Regions from separate parts of the Zea mays genome. Here region 1 is linked to region 2. Evidence: chromatin contacts called from public HiChIP or PLAC-seq data. All regions are on one chromosome and are shown on one strand. The core of a region is the stretch at or near the end of the contact, and the rest is flanking DNA. Distances in the headings are between cores, read along the strand shown.

Region 1 (3,946 bases), core at 463-2,962, 57 kb before region 2:
AACCAATAAGTAGGATGTATATACGGAAAAAAATATAAAACAATAATATATAAAATATTCGCATCATAGTAGTGCATAAAATGGTCTCAAATGTTTAATCCATAAATTGGCTCGTTATGTTTTTGTCCAATGGCAATTGCGGGTAATTTCGATCAAACTTTAAGAGGAGGTCCATATTTGGTTGGTTGAGAAGCTATTTTAAGGAAGGGTGGAGTAGGTTTTTTTAGATCCCACCTTTCTTCACAAAAACGACTCCCGATCTTTTGGCTCCACACAAGAATCAGTTTAAAAAATACCCGTTTGGCACAGCTCCTCCAGATCCTCGCTTAGAATCAGGAGCTGGAGCTGTGCCAAACGGGCCCTAAGTATTGATGAGGAGTCGGAAGAGTCGGCTCTAGTCCATCCGCACGCACGAGTACGAAAGAGGAGGCAGAGGCACACATGTCATTGTCAATAAGCAGCATCAGCAGCAGCTAGATCATCCATCGATCCCGTCTTAAATCCTTAATCCCCAAATATATACCGGCCGGTTCATTAATTAACCCAGTTGTACGTCTCCACGACTTTATGTGTTTGATTTGAGGTTAAAGTGGGATGAACCGAGGAGGTGACACCGTCCCTTTCGGGATTTACCTCGTCCTTACGGGCTGATTTGGTGGTCAAGGATCCCGAGGGGATCCATAGAGAAGTAATTCCATTGGTATTTAAATTTGAATAGCAAAGTGATTTCTCCCTATGGATTACCTCGGGATCCCTGATCACCAAATCCGCCCTACGTGACTTCCATCCAAACATTATAAAAACTGTGACCGCCTCCTTCCATCCCTCCATACACATCCAACCAAACACAGGCCTCATCTGATCCAGTCCTATCCACGTCACACCTGATTATAATTAACAAAAGAAAAAGACATTCTTAATTGCCTCGCCGCACGCATGCATAAACGCTGTAACGGAACTTGGGAGCTTGGAAGAAGAGTCACGGTCCATGGATGAGGTGTTTGGTTGCCCCTGCTAAAGTTTAGCCCGGGTCACATCAAGCGTTTGACTTTCAAATAAGAGTATGAAATATAGACCCAACCAACTGGATTAGATTCGTCTCGTCTTTTAATCTTCGGTTGACAAATTAGTTTTATAATTCGACTACATTTAATAACCGGAACGGAGGTTCAAACATTCGATGTGATAGGGGCTAAAGTTTAGTTTGGGGTAACAAACACCCCCGAAGTCTTCCCTGTAGTGACCACGTGAAAGCTGCGGCATAAACGCTGCTTAGCCCCGTGTTGTTGTCCAATGCAATCTGCTGGACGACATGACTCTGTGCAAAAAAGTATTACTGTTGTTGTATGATGTGCGATGGAAACAACAGCACTTTTTTAGATTTGCCTGATTGTTTCCTTCTGATTCCGATCGATCGAGAGAGATAGAGAGAGAACGGCTACGAGAGACATGAGACAGCAGTGGACAATGAGTACAATGATGCAGCTCGTCGTTGTGGAAAATAGCACTAGCGCTGGCACTTTGGGTGTGCAACTGAAAAGTAACAATAAGCAATTTACAATTAATTAAGCCACTAAGCAGAGTAGGCAGAGGTATCCCCTTCAGATGCAGAGCTGTTTGCTTGACTGCCCTTTCTCTCTTCCTCTCTCTCTCTCTATTTATTAGTTGTTTTGCTGCCCCCATGTCAGCTGAGGTCTGCTCACCTGTGTGAGAGAGAGTGTGTGAGTGTGACCGTGGGTGGGGTGGGGAGGAAGACGAGCCCGTCGAGCTGTGCCGATTTTGCCCCCGAATCCGTCGTTACCCCTGCTTTGGAGGGATCTGAAGGTGCTGGTGGCCTGCTGCTGCCTGCCTGTCTGCCAGGAGCCCAGAGGCCAGAGGTGAGTGACTGGCCCGATGAATTCCGCAATCTTGTGGAGCTGTGGTGCTGGCGTGGCGCTGCCGTGCTGCTGGGTTGGTTGGGTTCCCTTTCCCTCCCTGCAAAATTTTCTGAGGCGGAGAAAAAAGTAATATCTCCATTGCTTCCCCCTGCTTCCTTTTTTCAGCAGAGACTGTGGTGGTGGTGATGGCGGCTGTGCAGCGGAAAGGCTTCTCGTCGTGGTACTAGTGGAGGAGGCGTGAAATTTCATCCATAAAGGCTGTCGCGGTGGCCGGTGGGTGGAGATCGCGCTCAATTCCCGCCGAAACCGCCTCCGGGGTAGCGTGGCCGCGGGAAGTGGGAGTGGGAGATGATTACTTTCGTGGACTCGGCGGCCATGGAGCTGGAGAGGGAGAGCGGCAGGTGCCTGGTGGACCCGCAGCTGTGGCACGCCTGCGCCGGCGGCATGGTCCAGATGCCGCCGGTGCACTCCAGGGTGTACTACTTCCCGCAGGGCCACGCCGAGCACGCGCAGGGCCACGCCCACGCCGACCTCCCCGCCGGCCGGGTCCCGGCCCTCGTCCTCTGCCGCGTCGACGCCGTCCGGTTCCTGGCCGATCCGGACACCGACGAGGTGCTCGCCAGGGTCCGCCTCGCCCCCGTCCGGCCCAACGAGCCGGACCACGCCGACGCCGCGGCGCCGGGCGCGCGGGAGGACAAGCCCGCGTCCTTCGCCAAGACGCTCACGCAGTCCGACGCCAACAACGGCGGGGGCTTCTCCGTGCCGCGGTACTGCGCCGAGACCATCTTCCCGCGGCTGGACTACTCCGCCGACCCGCCCGTCCAGACCGTGCTCGCCAAGGACGTGCACGGCGTCGTCTGGAAGTTCCGCCACATCTACCGCGGCACGCCCCGGCGCCACCTGCTCACCACCGGGTGGAGCGCCTTCGTGAACCAGAAGAGGCTCGTCGCGGGGGACTCCATCGTGTTCATGAGGACGGGGAACGGGGACCTCTGCGTCGGCATCCGGCGCGCCAAAAAGGGCGGCATCGGAGGAGGGCCGGAGTTCCCGCACCACCAGCCGCCAGACGGCGGCGGGTACGGGTACGGGTACGCCGGCTTCTCCACGTTCCTGAGAGGAGAAGAGGACGACGCGGCCGCGAGGGGCAAGGTCAGGGTGCTGGTGCGGCCGGAGGAGGTCGTCGAGGCCGCCAACCTCGCGGCGAGCGGGCAGCCGTTCGAGGTGGTCTACTACCCGAGGGCGAGCACGCCGGAGTTCTGCGTCAAGGCGGGGGCGGTCCGCGCGGCCATGCGCACCCAGTGGTGCGCCGGGATGAGGTTCAAGATGGCCTTCGAGACGGAGGACTCGTCCAGGATCAGCTGGTTCATGGGCACTGTCGCCGCCGTGCAGGTCGCTGACCCCATCCGATGGCCCAATTCACCCTGGAGGCTTCTTCAGGTAGATGAAACCAACCTCCATAACTGTCCGTCCATGCGTACTCTCATCTCAAGGACGGCATCTCAAAGCTCCTTTTTTTTTTGTGGCCAGGTCGCTTGGGATGAACCGGACTTGTTACAGAACGTGAAGAGAGTGAGCCCATGGCTGGTCGAGCTTGTCTCAAGCACGCCGGCCATCCACCACCTCACGCCGTTCTCGCCGCCAAGCAGGAAGAAGCTGTGTATCCCATTGTACCCGGAGGGCCACCAGCTCCCGGCGCCGATGTTCCACGGAAGCCCTCTGGTGGGCCGTGGTGTTGGCCCGATGCGCTACTTCCCGGACGGCGGCACTCCTCCTGCAGGCATACAGGGAGCCAGGCATGCGCAATTCGGCATATCTTTACCAGATCTCCACCACCTCACCAGGCTGCAGTCGAGTCTATCGCCGCACGCGCACGGGCTTCGCCACCAGCTCGACCACGGCGCGCGGCCGAGGATCGCCGGCGGCCTCATCGTCGGCCACCCGGCAGCTCGGGACGACATCTCGTGCTTGCTCACCATTGGCACCGCCCCGCACAAGAAACCATCAGACGTCAAGTCGGCCGCGGCGGCGCCGGCGCCGCAGCTGATGCTGTTTGGGAAACCGATTCTCAC
Region 2 (3,999 bases), core at 963-3,462:
TTGAGGGTACCCCTAATTATGGTCCCCGACACAATCTTTTTTACTAATTTTATAAAACAACTCTTCAATCTCCAGGATCCCTTTCCAAAATTCGGACTACCCTTGTTTCCTTTTTGCAAACTCATAGATTTGTTTTCCATATATTTTTTTACCAAACTTTGCCAGGGACCCTCTTGACTTTCCAGTTTCTAAATCCATTTATCAAAAGGCTTATATTCATGCATCTAAGATTAAGAATCCCCAAGCCACCATTAATTTTGGGAGTGCATACGATTTCCTAATTAACCAAATGATACTTTTTTGTGGTACAACCACCTTGCCACATATGTCTTTTTCTACAAATATCCCTTTTTTAAGAACAACAGAGGGTGCAAAGTACAACGACATCATATAAAGAGGAATGTTGGACAGACTGCTGTTGATCAAGGTTAGTCTTCCTTCAAGGCTAAAGAATCTTTTTTGCCAAACCCCAACCCAAGTTTTTTATAAATTTTTCTTGAGTCTGAGCCCATTGAGAAACCCTTAAACTCTTATGGTCAATGGAAACTCCCAAATATTTCATCGGCAGGTTTCTGATGGGGCAGGTCAAGATTTCAGAATCAAGCTCTTTCTTCTCGATGGCCTTACCAAAGCAATAAACCCTTAAGCTAGAGTTACTTTTTACAGTGTTTTTTAAACTAACTCCACCGATAGAGAATCTACTCCGGAGGAGGTAGAGCCGAGCCAAGCACACACTTGTTTTGGTCGTGGTACATGCCTTTCCACGACGATCTACGCCCCTCCATCGTCATCGTGAAACTCTAGCATCCATCCTTCAAACTATCCTTCACATATGCTCCCCCCACGGCGAGCCTGCGTGTGACCGATAGTTTTCGTTCTGGTAAAGCCACGACACGTGTCGCTGTCTAGTCGCTGCTATGCTCTTGATATGTACCGTGTTGATTTGTGTTGGTTTTTATGTGGCTGACACGAGATCGTCATACTTTTTTTCTTGGTACTACATATCATTTGAACCAGTTGTGGTGCGGTACACGAAGTCTTAGAGTCTGTTTGGTTCGCTGTCTAACTTATCATAATTTGCCTAACTTTTCTACCTAAGATTAGTTTTTTAATTCGAACTACTAATCTTAACAAAGTGTAGCGTAATTAGCCACGAACCAAACATAGCCTTACCTTTTCATCCCAGTTTCGTTTGTGCAGGATCGGGGAAACGTAGTTTCGACTTTCGAACGACTGCGACAGGTGGTTCTGGTCCAGTCGTTTGAAAAATCAGCCAATTATTTAGCATCACCAAAGCGATTGACTGACGACGTGGTGGCGCGCGGGCTCTTCTAGAACGTAACAGTGGAGCTGCCTTTGCGATCCGGTATGCGCTGAACGATCACGTTCTTCCGAGACAATTTGCAGCTGGGCTGTGAGAACCGAGAACGGCGGCTTAGCTCAGAAATTCTATAACATGATGAATTCTGGGTGGCAAATACACGAACGCATTTTTCGAGTACAAATTCGGTTTGTGTAGTTCAGGGTGTTTCTATAATGATTTTTCTCCATTTCTTTAGAGAAGCGTTTGGTTCAAAAAAGCTGAAAAGCGGTCCTGTTTGGTTCGACCAGCTTTTTATAAAAATATGGTTGTAAGAAGAATCTGGATGTAGAGAGAATCTAATAATCATTGGAAATTTATATACGCTTGAATAAACGAACGCACACATACGACTCTACCCTATGAGCACGTTGAAGAACTGAGTTTGATCGTTAAATCTCGAATGCTGAAGTTATCATATGCGTCGACCACTAAAAAAATACAGAGTTAAATTCTAAAATAAATTCAGGTGAACAGATTAAAAAAAACCATCCAACTAATCTACGCGTTGCTTTTGTTGACCTAGAAAAGTCCGACAAGAAAGCTATTGTTTCGATTGATATTAATCTACGCGTTGCACGAAAGATATTGATGATGTGGAAAGCAAGAAAGTCGCATTATGGTCAATAGGAATATTATTTTACGTATTGCAACCTGCCACCTTCCAAGACCAAGAATGCCACTATAGAAAAATAATATGATATAATTTGCCAACTTTCAAACGACAAATACATATAGTATGAATGTATTCCCGCAAAATACAAATGATAACGAAAAGTAGGCATGCCATCTTTGAATGTTTCCGCTAAAAAAGTACTACACGTCTGAACAGTCTCTCCGAAAGCAAAACCGTCAAAAGCACACTGCACCACCAACCTTTCCTGGCTTCATCTCCTCCTTTCCTCCCCAAAAGACACAAGAGGGGGAAGAGAGAGAGAGGAGAGGCAGAGAGAAGAGGGGGAGGCAGTCCAGTGTCCACGCAGGTACGCTCCACAGAAGAGAGATGGCGATGCGGATGGCGGCGGCGGCAGTGGCGCTGGTGGCGGTGATGGGCGTGCTGGCGCCCCGAGCGGCGGCGCAGACGCCGAACTGCGCGGAGAAGCTGATCCCGTGCTCGCCGTACATGAACACGACGGGGACGCCGCCGGATACCTGCTGCGGCCCGCTCAAGGACGCCGTCCAGAACGACCTCAAGTGCCTCTGCGACCTCTACGCCTCGCCGGAGATCTTCAAGGCCTTCAACATCAGCCTCGACCAGGCCCTCGGCCTCTCCAAGCGTTGCGGCCTCAGCGACACCACCGCCGCCTGCAAGGGTAATTCTACTTCCATTTTGAAAACCAGGTTTTCCCGCATCCGGTTAATGGCGATCAGTTGCCTTCCGTTCATGTGTAATCACTCGGGAGTCACGCGACTCCGATCAATACCGGAGCTCTGCTCTGTGACAGAGTTTCCATGATTTTCAATGCGATCCAGGCGGGGAATCTCTCTCCTCCGTAATTTCCTTCTCAGACCAAAAAAAAAAGATATGAACTGAAGCCTTTTTAAAAAAATGGTGATCGGTTGCCAAAGTAGGTGAAGCAATCATCTTTAGAGTTTAAACTGTAATTTACAGTGATCGGTCCGCACAAGTAGGCATCAGCTAGACTTAAGAGATGTTTGTACAGACTAAACTAAACTCTAGTCTATAATTTAGATGACAAATAGAAGTACTAAACATAAACTAATCACGATATAAAAAACTAACGGATATTAATTGATAAAGTAGAAACCTAATAGAAAAAAAAGAAATTTTAATTAGTCTAAATTCAGTCTATATAATTTAACAATGGACTAAACTTGAGCAGTTGAGCCCAGTGATGCTTGCTGAGTTTTAGCTTCTCGATGCAAGTGATTGAGCAGCAAGCCAGCAACACACAAGGACGGACAAGTGTGCAAAAGGGTCCGTGACTTGCGTTTCCGCGTTAGTTGCTAGTGGCGTAGGCAATTTCGGCATCTCCACAGGTCAATGCCAACGAGGGGGGAAACACTAGTACTAGGTGCCAACATCCAAATGATTCCGTGATCGATGTTCATTATGTTAAGGAATGTGTCTTTTAAATTAATTCCTCTTTAAATGATATTTTTTTTAGTAAGTTGAGTCATAAATTAATTTTTCTATGACTTATCTCCTCAACCGTAAATTTTCTAGCTCTCAGTCTAGTCTTCGCAGTAGGAATCTAGGATAATATTTACAAGTCCATTCAGAAACAGACCCTTGCTTATGCTTAAGTACTTTCCTCTACACTGAGGGTCGAACTTCATAGGCCGGGGTTCAGAAATTTAGTAGCTGCTCATAGTTTTTTTTTTCTTTAATTCAAACAAATTTGATGTACATCTTTTGATAAACGCCTTTAAACTTTCGTTTTTACAGGCCTTTCTCCTACGCAGTCTCCTCCAGGTAACCCCCTCTTAGCTTGCTGTGCTTCAGTTACAACACTTTGGGTTTTGTGAAGTCTTCACATAAAACTGCATCTCAACAACTGCATAATTAATATGCCAACAACAACTGCATCTGAAACAGGAAGCGACATGCATTGAGTGATCCTCGCTCTACGTTTTCCAACCGGGCACACCTAGCTAACTAGCTAGACAAAAGGCAT

Evidence for each region. HiChIP or PLAC-seq counts read pairs in DNA pulled down with a chosen protein or histone mark.
Region 1: an H3K4me3 HiChIP or PLAC-seq map of leaf shows a contact between it and region 2, with 2.5 times the contacts expected there. The contact joins the promoter of LOC100384553 here to the promoter of LOC100281217 in region 2. A contact is called at or near these places in 2 of 3 datasets of contacts at active chromatin or transcription factors (leaf and seedling).

Annotation. Positions count from the first base shown.
Region 1 is chr6:98,833,542-98,837,487 of Zm-B73-REFERENCE-NAM-5.0, reverse strand. LOC100384553 reads left to right here and starts at 1,712. Exons shown (of 4, transcript NM_001367254.1): 1 at 1,712-1,877; 2 at 2,043-3,314; 3 at 3,405-3,946. The coding sequence starts at 2,226.
Region 2 is chr6:98,776,536-98,780,534 of Zm-B73-REFERENCE-NAM-5.0, reverse strand. LOC100281217 (lipid binding protein) reads left to right here and starts at 2,212. Exons shown (of 3, transcript NM_001154136.2): 1 at 2,212-2,673; 2 at 3,771-3,797. The coding sequence starts at 2,364.